2 separate regions of the Mus musculus genome follow, and region 2 is linked to region 1. Evidence: chromatin contacts called from public HiChIP or PLAC-seq data. All regions are on one chromosome and are shown on one strand. Each heading gives the region's core, a stretch centred on a gene start, on an enhancer-like site or on the middle of the called end of the contact. The rest is flanking DNA. Distances are from core to core; before and after follow the strand shown.

The links. HiChIP or PLAC-seq counts read pairs in DNA pulled down with a chosen protein or histone mark.
Region 2: a contact with region 1 is called in a FOXA1 HiChIP or PLAC-seq map of pancreatic cancer cells. The contact joins two enhancer-like sites. A contact is called at or near these places in 5 of 39 promoter capture datasets (the 3T3-L1 cell line, frontonasal cranial neural crest, hippocampal neurons and 1 more), 1 of 115 datasets of contacts at active chromatin or transcription factors (pancreatic cancer cells) and 1 of 9 other capture datasets (adipose tissue).

The regions. Positions count from the first base shown.
Region 1 is chr11:5,302,759-5,308,628 of GRCm38.p6, forward strand. All of the region lies in intron 2 of Znrf3 (zinc and ring finger 3), which reads right to left. Among named protein-coding and RNA genes, the nearest start is that of Kremen1, 44 kb to the left of the region's middle. Within about 2 kb of position 1,928, at least 18 of the 459 cell types and tissues checked have an H3K27ac peak or open chromatin away from gene starts, as enhancers often do. A contact at or near this core is called in pancreatic cancer cells, where this site is marked.
Region 2 is chr11:5,941,168-5,946,711 of GRCm38.p6, forward strand. It overlaps a transcript of Gck not described here. Among named protein-coding and RNA genes, the nearest start is that of Ykt6, 12 kb to the right of the region's middle. Within about 2 kb of position 4,179, at least 18 of the 459 cell types and tissues checked have an H3K27ac peak or open chromatin away from gene starts, as enhancers often do. A contact at or near this core is called in pancreatic cancer cells, where this site is marked.

The DNA of each region.
Region 1 (5,870 bases), core at 678-3,177:
CATGAAAACTTACTACCTACTGCCACCTTGTCTTACTCTCAGTAGCAGTCAGTGTGCCCAAAAGTCTAGATTCTGTCTGTAGGCTCTCAAGTACACCTTGGATCTCTATATGGAATTTTGTTCTCTGGAAGGGGTTCTCTAACTCTTACACTCAGTTCTGTGGCTCTGTCTCTAGACAATTAAGATGCATGCATTTAATCAATGTTTACTGGGCATTTCCCAGGAAACTACAACTGTACGACTCCAAGTCCCTAAAGCTCCAGTTTCTCTTCTCATGGTGCTTCTACAGTTTTAGGGATGTATTTTGTAAGTACAATCAGAAGTGTTCTGAAGGAGTTGAACTTCATAGGTCAGCAAGAAGAAAGGGAGAGAGGAAAACTAGTGCTTAAGGTACCTGTGCATCCACCTGGCAGGCCGGCCACACTGTAAGCAGCATCCCCAGGAGCCCTTCCTGCCTCAGCTAATATGAATACATATACTTGTACTAACACTCATCCATTAGCACATCAAAACACAACAGTTTTAGGGCAGATTCGTCTTAAAGTATAATGTGGTAGCTTTTAACAACAACAACAACAACAACAACAACAACAACAAAACATTGAATAAAGACAGACATATGAACAGATCTTAGTTATTACCTTCAAAAAATCATTACTTTCATTAAGAAACTTGGAGAAGTATGACTGGGCCCATCACTTCCTTTGGTCAATAACATGTAAATAACTGCCACTAGAAAAGAACTTCTTGCAAAGGGACAGCTTGATTCCAAGAAAAGTTACACCAAGGGAATCAGCGGCAATCACTAACATCTACCCAGAACCCTTCTTGTTGCAAAGTTAGGCAAACAGTAGATCATAAGAATGAAGACCAAAGTGTGGACACTGTGCCCCTTCTTAGAACTGGGAACAAAACACCCATGGAAGGAGTTACAGAGACAAAGTTTGGAGCTGCGACAAAAGGATGGACCATCTAGAGACTGCCTTATCTAGGGATCCACTCCATAATCAGCTTCCAAACGCTGACACCATTACATACACGAGCAAGATTTTGCTGAAAGGACCCAGATATAGCTGTCCCTTGTGAGACTAGGCAGGGGCCTAGCAAACACAGAAGTGGATGCTCACAGTCAGCTATTGGATGGATCACAGGGCCCCCAATGGAGGAGCTAGAGAAAATACCCAAGGAGCTAAAGGGATCTGCAATCCTATAGGTGGAACAACATTATGAACTAACCAGTACCCCGGAGCTCTTGACTCTAGCTACATATGTATCAAAAGATGGCCTAGTCGGCCATCACTGGAAAGAGAGGCCCATCGGACACACAAACTTTATATGCCCCAGTACAGGGGAACACCAGGGCCAAAAAAATGAGAATGGGTGGGTAGGGAAGTGGGGGGGAGGGTATGGGGGACTTTTGGGATAGCATTGGAAATTTCATTGAGGAAAATACGTAATAAAAAAAAAAAACAGTAGATCATGTGTATGCTCTGCTTTATATGATGTAAGAGTTTGCCAGTGGGTTTGTAGGCAAGCAGAGCTAGTACCACATGCTCTGTAGAACCCCAAACACAAGTCAATAATTGTAGGAAATGGCAGTGTTAGCTAGGAGGTACCCAGCTATCAGGCAGGCCTGGAAAAGTGGCTACTACTATTTTCTTTTTTAAAAATTAAAAGTTACTTTATTTACACACACACACACACACACACACACACACACACACACACACACACACAGAGTAAATGCCAAAGTGCCAAAGAACGATTTTGGGGAGTCTGTTCTTCCACTTTTATGTGGGTTCTAGGAATTGATTTTGGGCCATTAGGTTTTTGTAGCAAAAGTGTTTATCCACTGAGTCACACACACTATTTGCTCCTTTTGTAACTGTTGAGAAAGGGTCTCACTATGTAGCCTTGGCCAGCCTGGATCACCCTATGTCAGTGGTTCTCAACCTGTGGGTCTCAACTAAGACCATTGGCAAACACAGATATTTACATTATGATTCATAACTAGAAAATTACAGTTATGATGAAGTAGCAATGAAATAATTTCATGGTTGGGGATCATCATACCATGAGGAACTGTATTAAAGTGTCACAGCATTAGGAAGGTTGAAAACCACTGCCCTGTGTAGACCAAGCTGATCTTCAACTCAGACATTCAGCCTATGTCTCTGACTCTGGATTGCTAGAATTAAAGCTGTATGCCAACACCCAGCACTTTTTAATTAAAAGTTTGTTTGTTTGTTTATTATTACCATGTCTTTGTGGGTGCACATGCCACAGTGAATATATGGAGGTAGAGGACAACTTTGTAGATTCTGTTTTCTTTTTACATTTTTATGTGGGAGTTTTAGGTATTGAACTTGCTGGATCACCAAGCTTATACCCTCTTGCTAGCCTTGAGGTTAAAGAGATCAAACTACACATCCTTTGGGTGTCTGTAACACATAGAAAGATTAGTGAGCCAACTCTAGAGGAAGGGCCACAAACCACTTTCATTGAAGGAGTTCTGGCCAGTTGTTCCTATATAGACAGTCTACTCTTGGTCCCCAGAGCCTATGTGGCATATCTGAAGATAGTGAGCCTGCTTCTGTCCTGAGACTCATGCAGTGCACCTGAGACAAGGAGTCTACTTCTTCTATTTGGGAGTCAGGGCCCCATTTCTTTGATTTGCAAAGGAGGCCATGCTTTTCCTGAGGATCTACTCTCACCCTACCATTAGGCTTTGCAAAATCCAAGTTTATGCTTGGGGTTGAGAGAACCCAAAGTTAGATCAATTCCCTCTCTCACTTCTCTGTGTACCTTTGGCTGTCCTGGAACTCACTCTGTAAACCAGACTGGCCTCAAACTCACAGGATCTGCCTGCCTCTGCCTCCGCATGTTGGGATTAAAGATGTGTGTTACCACCACCCAGAGTGTAGCCAGTTTTCTTAACCACCAAGCCACTGTTTCAGCTCCCACTATGAAATCCTTTCTTTGTATGTTTTTTTTTTTGTTGTTTTTTGTTTTTGGTTTTGTTTTTTTTTTGAGATAGGGTTTCAATGTAGCCCTGGCTGTCCTGAAACTCAATACATAGACCAGGCTAACCTCAAACTTATAGGTATCCAACTGCCTTGCCTCCCAAGTGCTGGGAGGTGTACATCACTATATCTGACCATTATTAGATTGTAAAGTGAATACTTTTGTAGCAATCATCTGCCCCAAGGCAATGCTGGGGAATTTGCATATCTTGAATCTGTCAGAGTGTACCTTAAGTTTTTGCAGGACACTGGTCCATGCTATTCTGCTGTCCACAAAGCTACACATATTAGGGTACACACACACACACTCTGATATATACATACATATACATACCCACTCCCCCAAGTTCTCTAGGCTGCCTTCAGTTACCACCTCAAGAGAAGGTGTGCTTAGAACCAGATAGTCAAGAGGAAGTTAGACTTGGGGGTAATGTTAACAGCTAACAGATGAAGTTATAGATTAACTCATCATTGCCATTAGTTGGTTAATGTACAATTCACAGGTAACTTTACAAGTTCTGGCCCAAGTTCAGAGTTTAAAAAGCAGAATGCTCACATGCATTCAAATTTTAAAATCTCTCTCTCTCTCTCTCTCTCTCTCTCTCTCTCTCTCTCACACACACACACACACACACACACACACACACACACACACACACACACACACACACAGAGGAGGGGGCGCTGCCTGACCTACAATATGGATGGATAGATCTTAAACAAGGATACTGAGTTAAAGAGCCAAGATTAAACTTATACTGGGGTAGCAAAATGGCTCAGTAAATCAAGACACTTTCAATAAGCCTGACATCTTAAGTTACACACACACACACACACACACACACACACACACACACACACACACACACACACACGATTCCATATGGAATTCTATACAATGCAAATTAATTTATACTTGGAGAATCAGTGGTCTAGCAGCTGGGAAGGAATGCATAGAAGAAGGAGATTTCAAAGGGAGAACGTAGGGAACTTTTGGTGTGCCAGGTTATGGTTTTGTAGGTGTGTGTATAGGTCAGATTTCAGAGGACAACATGCAGGAATCTGTTCTCTCCTTCCACCATGTGTACCCTGAGAATTCAACAGAAGGCATCAGGCTTGACAGTGAGCACTTTTACATGCTAAGCCATCTTGCTGGCCCCTAAAGTTTGTTCTAGATGAAATGGGTGGACAACCCAAAATTAGCCTTTCCCATTACTGCTTAAGAGCAAAACTATTCTGAAACTGATGACATTTGACCATGTGAATGCTGTTCTTAAAAAGACTTATTTACATTTAGTATATATTTGTCTGTATGTGCATGTATGTTTGGAAGGATGCCAATGGAGGGCAGAAGAGGATGTTGAACTGTTGGAAACGCTGGTCCCCTCCAAGAGCAGCGACGTCCTTATCTCCGGTGCTCGCTCTCTAGCGCCAGCTGCTGCTGAGGATGACCTTGACCTACGATCCCCAGGCTTCCACTCTTTTCTTTTTGGTTTGGTTGGGTTTTGTTTTTGAGACAGGATTTCTCTGTGCAGCCCTGGCTGTCCTGGAACTCGTTCTGTAGACCAGGCTGGCCTCCAACTGCCTCTGCCTCCTGAGTGCTGGCATTAAAAGTCATCACTGCTCAGCCAGGATTCGACACTTAGAGTGAGAATGCTATTAATTCTAGATAATAGAAGAAAATTCAAAGTTAGAAAGGGATGATAGCCTGGCGTGGTGGCACACGCCTTTAATCCCAGCACTTGGGAGGCAGAGGCAGGTGGATTTCTTTCCCTTTCTTAATGAAATATTCACTCTGTCTACTTACTTGGGATCTGCTTGCTTCCCAGAGGCCTAGTGGGATCTACACTGCCCTTAAACTTACCCTTCATCCAGATGCATTGGCAGTAGATTTCAGATACTGAGTCAGTTTGAGATATCAAAGGAGGTATTATCTTGCTCAATCTGGGTAATTTTTGAAACTAACTTTGAGTGAGTTCCAGGACAGCCAGGGCTACGCAGAGAAACCCTGTCTCGAAAAACAAACAAACAAACAAACAAACAAAACAAAACAAAACAAGAAAGGGATGATAGCCAGGCATGGTAGATCTTTGAGTTTGAGGCAGTCTACTCTCTCTATAAAGCAAGTTCCAGGACAGTCAGGGATATGCAGAGAAGACCTGCCTTGAAAACAAACAAATGGATACTCAATGGTGTCAAATTGCTTTCTAAATATTTCTGTTTATATCCATAGCATTAGTGTGTGTTCCAGCTTGGTGAGAGAAGTTTCTGTTTGCAGTGGGCAGTGGTTAAGGAAGAGACTCATAACTGGTCAAATCCTGAGAACAAGTGGCTGCTAGGTACTCAGCTCTAAACAGGACATCCACTGTACTACCTCCAAAGCTTAGGAAACACTGTGGAAAAGGAGCAGGGAGAATGGGAAAGCCAGGGATGGGGAGGAGAGCTGCCGGCCAGTGTCTTCTGCTTGTTGGACTGCCACTGCATTCATGAACTCAGAACAGTTGTGGCTATCTGTACAAGACACCACCTCTCTCTGAGGAAAGGAGAATCATATTCTTCTGTGTAAGAGCCAGTAGAAAGTTGCCTTTGTTCAAGCAAATAACCCACCACTCATATTCATGAAGCAATCCTAATTAAGTGCATACACACAAACATACAAGTGGGGGACTTATTGGGGGAAGAGCTCCGTATGAGGGGAAAAAGGGATAACAGAAGACAATGGGGAGGGAAACCATTTAAGTATTGTGTGTGTGTGTGTGTGTGTGTGTGTGTGTATGAACTTGTAAAAGAAAGGAAGGGGTGGATAGATGAGCCAAACAAGGGGGAGAGGTAGATCCAGAAATAGGC
Region 2 (5,544 bases), core at 2,929-5,428, 640 kb after region 1:
CACTCTGTAGACCAGGCTGGCCTCGAACTCAGTAAGATTCCTCTGTCTTTCCAGTTTTGGGATTAAAGGCGTGCATTACCACTGCCCAGCTCAATGGCAGGAGTCTTGACGTTGGTGCTTACATTTGACCAAATTCACCAAAGTGTACCTAAAAAGATGGCTTTTATGTTTTGGTTTTGAGTTTTTGAGTTGAGGTCTCACTATGGGGCTGATGCTGGCCTTGAACCTCTGAGGCCCCTGTTCCCACTTCCCAAGTGTTAGGGTTACCTGTGGGCATCAATCACCACACCTGGCTCACAGAAGAGGGTTTCATTTTTGTGATAGTGTACATTTAGAAGGAAGAGCAGAGGATGATGCTAGACACAGGTACAGTGAGGTCCCCTGGGAAGACTTTTGGGCATCTAGGACCATGGAAGCTGTCATCCCAGCTCTGATACTGTGATGGAGGCCAAGGGATGGATGCTTTGGAGCTGGTAAGGGACTCTTTCTAGCTTTCTTCCAGGAGCAATCCATACCTTCAAAACTGCTGCCAATTTCTATCAAATAGGGATCTGATGACAGACCATTTGACAGCACTTCACAGGGATTAGAAGATAAATCTTGCCATTCACACAGGATTTTTTGTTTTTATGGGACCAAGGCGATCTGAGCCCTACAAGACCTCTAAACAAGAGAGCCAAAGTTTCCTTGAACTCAGGTGGGTTCTACTGAATGGGAGAGTAAGTTTCCTGAAAACAATGCCCCCAGCAGGAGAAAGCTCCTCTTTGCCTTCATCTGAGGTCTTAGCCCAAATATCAGATGGTGTCTGTCACTGTTGGAGCCCACACATTGCTCTCTTTGTTTAGGGTTATAGTCTTTGAATTTCGTGAGACAGAGCCAGGGGGCAGGATGCTGTACCTCCTGCAGGTCCAGATCCCCAGGCCTGGCCCATTGCGAGTACCCAGTGCTCAGCAATGGCTCTGCCATCAGGGGCTGTTGCAACCTGGAGATGTGCCTGCAACTGGTTTCTGGTACCCAGCATTGGGCACAAACCTGTGTGGTTTGTCCTTCCCGTCTGTATCTGCTGAATTGCTTTCTAGACCTTTCTGTATCTGGGAGATGTGGTGACAGAAGCCTCTTCCTGTAGGGATGGAATGAAGTACTGAGTGGATGCATGTTGTTGCTATGTCAAAGACCCTAGTGTCTCAGCCCCAGTGTCTCATTGGATCAGAAAAGCCTTCACTGGGAAAGGCCCAGAGCAATGGCGGTATTCCTCTGGTCCATATGTGGATACTGATAGTTTGTGCAGAAAATATCCACTATAGCTTCCCCCCCGCCCGGAAATTTATCATATGAAGACTGCTCCCCTCTTGAGACTGCTCCCCTCTTGAGACTGCTCCCCTCTTGAGACTGCTCCTACTCAGATTAGCTGAACCTGCCTTCTTGTTCATCTATGTGCCGTAACTCTAGCTCCATGCTTAACTATATACACTGCGCTCCGATATGCTGAGGCTTCTCCATTCATCATCCCAGAACACCGATCCCAGCTTTTCTCTATGTCCACGTGTGTGTCTTTTCTTTAGTTCCTCTCTACCCTGGCCAGGTCAATCTCTGGAGCCATGAAATGGTGAGCCACCATACATGTTTGCTTCTGGGGTGCTTGATTTGTTTGTGCCTGCAACACTTGTGGCACATCTGGCAGCCATGAGCGAAGGTTCAAGAGAATCAGGAAAGCCAAGCTGAGCCTTTCTGAGGCTGAAAACCACGGGCCTCTAGGCTGTTGGCCGGGTAACACGACAAACCTTCAGATGTGCTCAGTTTAATTGGGTATCTGGAACAGCACAACACCCCTAATGGGCAGAGCGGCATTAACAAGTCATAGGCTCCAGGGAGATGATGTCTAAGAGAATGAAAACAAGATGAAGTGGGCATCAGCGGTGACCCTGAGTGAACCAGGAGGGAAGAGGTCAGGAGCTCTAGTGAGGCAGGAAAGGAGGCACCCTGAAAGGAGATGGAACCCCAGTGTTATGCAGAAGAGGGCAGACAAGTAGCCTTCCTGGAAAAAGGCCTAAGGGGAGGCTTTTGCTCTGTTCCTTCTGCATTATAAACGCTCCGACCAGACAGCGGGGAGGGGCTCAGCAGTGAGTGCTAGCTCTGAGTTACTCTTGACCAGACAGCGGGGAGGGGGCTCAGCAGTGAGTGCTAGCTCTGAGTTACTCTTGTTGAGATAAAATTGCCCCGACAAAAGCTGATTCATGGAGAAAGGCTTATCTTGGCTTGCAGTCCCAAGAGGATACAGTCCTTCCTGGTGGGAAGACAAGGCTGGGATAGTATCGAGACAGAAACTGGAGGCTGGCTGGTCACATTGTATCCACATTCAGGAATCAGAGAGTAAACAGGAAACAGGACAAAGCCCACTCCAGTGACCCACTTCACAGAAGCGCCACCTCCTAAAGGTTCCACAACCTTCCCAAACAGTGCCACCACTGGCGACCAGGAGTTCAAACATAGCCTAGGGAGGACATTTCCCATAATACCACAACAAGCTCCTCCCTAAGCCCCCAAGATCTGCTCACAGAACCCCTTCTCCTAGCCCAAGATTTGCTTTCTCTACCAAGCTGCCCCCAAGCCAAGAATTTCCTAGACATCCAGTCCTCCAGATCCATGGAAGTCTGAAGTCACTCTGCCCACTTCCAAGAGGCTGAAGTTCTCCCAGATGGCTTAACGGAGTGGGCTGTGCCTCACCTAAATGTGTTGAAGAAGCTATCTGCTCTACCTGCTGACTTTCTCCAGACAATCTCAGCCAAGGTGGCCTCTTAGACTTCCTGGATGCTCAGGATTTTTGCAGCCATTTAAAAGATGTTGTAGAGCTGGGTGGTGGTGGACACACCTTCAATCCCAGCACTCAGGAGGCAGAAGCAGGTGGATCTCTGAGTTTGAGGCCAGCCTGGTCTACAGAGTGAGTTCCAGGACAGCCAAGGCTATACAGAGAAACACTGACTCAGAAAAAAGAAAGTGTGTGTGTGTGTGTGTGTGTGTGTGTGTGTGTGTGTGTGTGTGGTGTGTGTGTGTGTGTGTGTGGTGTGTGGGGTGTGTGTTTGTGTGTGTGGTGTGTGTATGTATGTGTGTGTGTGTGTGTGTGTGTGTGTTTGTGTGTGTATGTGTGTGTGTATACATGCCACAGCATGCCTGAGACTGAGAACAACTTTCAGGAGTCAGTTCCCTCCTTCTATCACATAGGCTTTGGGGATCAAACTCAGGTCATGAGACCTGTCAGCAAATTCCATTCTCTACTGAGCCATCTCACTGGCTTTGCCACCTTATTCTTTGAGACAAGGTTTCTCACTGAGTCTAGAGTTTGCCTATTTGGCTAAATCAACTTGTCAGTTAGCCCCAGGTATCCTCTTGTCTGCAGCTTCTCAGCTCTGGGATCTCAGGTGTAAGGCACCATGCTCTGCTTTTATTTGGGTGCCGGGGTTGCAGACTGGAATTCTCATGGTTTCTCAGCAAGAACTTTACTAACTGAGACATCCATTTAGCCCCCTTTGCAGCCAGTTTAAAAATGTGCTGGGAGCTAATTTACTGATGGTAGGATTACTCCAGTGTTAACGTAAGAGAAAGTACAGTGCCCACCCAGGAACTATCACCAAACGCTCTCTGGGTAAAGCAGGTCACTAAATATTTACACATGACATAAAACATTTTAAAAATCACCCTCCTAATTACTTAACACTTGATAAGGTCTATAATGGGCATGTTTGTATGTATGAATAATCATCTCAGCCATTGTAAATGTTTCTGTGGATACAGTGGTGTCTGCTGGGCAATGGCCCCTCCCTAAGGCTCAGGGATGGCCACAGCTCACAGATACACTCACTCCTGAGACTCACTCCCCAGATGTAATCAGCGCACCCAGGACAACTTGAGGGAGTTGCTCTTTCCTTAAGTGTGGCAAAGAAAATAGAGTGCCCATGGGCTACTTGGGGTGCATAATGAACCATTTGTTGTTTATATGAAATGCAAACCTAACTGGATGTCCTAATTTTTTGTTTACCAAGTCTGGAAGCCCTGGCCTTTGCAGGGCCCCCCAGTGGCTGGTGGGTATAGGAGTGCAAAAGGCTGGGCCTGCCTCAGAGGGACTCCTAAACCACAGATACCAAGTGCTCACCCCAGGTTCTGCTTTTATGACCCAATGAGTCAGTACCAGAGCAGTCCTGGCCATCTGCCTATGATGACGTATTTTTCCTTCAACTCGAGGCTCCCTCACTGGCCATGGAAGAACACTGAGAATCCATGGCACACACAAAGAGTCAAATGCCAAGACTGCTCATGAGAGCAGGCCAGGTGGCAGGCAGTTGACTCCTGTCTCCATGGATTCTGCATCAGTAGATCTTTCTCCTGTATTCAGGAGCTGTAAGACTCCATACATCCTGAAGGTATTTATTTTCTACTTCAGAGCCCTCATAGGACAAACAACCAAGGGACAATGTGCCTTCCTGCTGAACCTTCCCCCATGCAAACTTCTCAGAAAGGCAGCACTGGACAGGAAGGCCATGGACGTGCATCCTGTTGGCCCGCATACCAAACACCCGCCCAGGCGAGAGCACCCTCTTCTCACACACCCAGTTTGAGCCTCACTGGGCCACACACGGGACTTTTGTATGAATGGCAAAAGCTGTGACCTAGGACAGGTCTGAGCACAACCTGCCATGTTCCTTTATCCTTAATTCCATCCTCCACGTGCTTTACTTTATATTTAAATATAAGAATTTCATTAAAACTCTGTGTTGTGATGGGTAGAGGTGGAGCACACCTTTAGTCCCAGCACTAGGGAGGCAGAGGCAGGTGGATTTCTGAGTTCAAGGCCAGCCTGGTCTTCAGAGTGAGTTCCAGGACAGCCAGGGCTACACAGAGAAACCCTGTCTCAAAAATCCCCAAAGAACCAAACAAAAACAAAACAAAGCAACAACAAAAACCGCTGTACTCCTTGCGGGGGATGCATTCCAAGACCCTCGGTGGATGCTTGAAGATCTGGGAGACAAAGGACCCCACTTATCCAATGTTTTTCCCATATACTCATACCTATGATGAACTTTAATTTAGAAATTTGGCATAGTAAGAGATTAACAGTAATAATAACAAAGCAGAGTAATTATAACAATATTCCATGATAAGAGTTCTTTTAAAATATACGGCTCTGCTGTGCCTCACTTCTCCTGTGAGGGGAGGTGATGAGTGCCTGTATCATGAGATGGAGCTAGCAGGTGCCGCTAGGCATCATGGGGCAGTTAGGCTACTGCACAGACGTTACTTGAACATGAGGGGTTTTTTTGTTTTTGTTTTTTTTTTTGGTTTTTGTTTTTGTTTTGTTTTGTTTTGTTTTTGGTTTTTTGAGACAGGGTTTCTCTGTGTAGCCCTGGCTGTCCTGGAACTCACTCTGTAGACCAGGCTGGACTCAAACTCAGAAATCCTCCTGCCTCTGCCTCCCGAGTGCTGGGATTAAAGGCGTGCGCCACCACGCCTGGCTGAACACGAAGTTTTGATATTGTCAATCAACCTGATAAT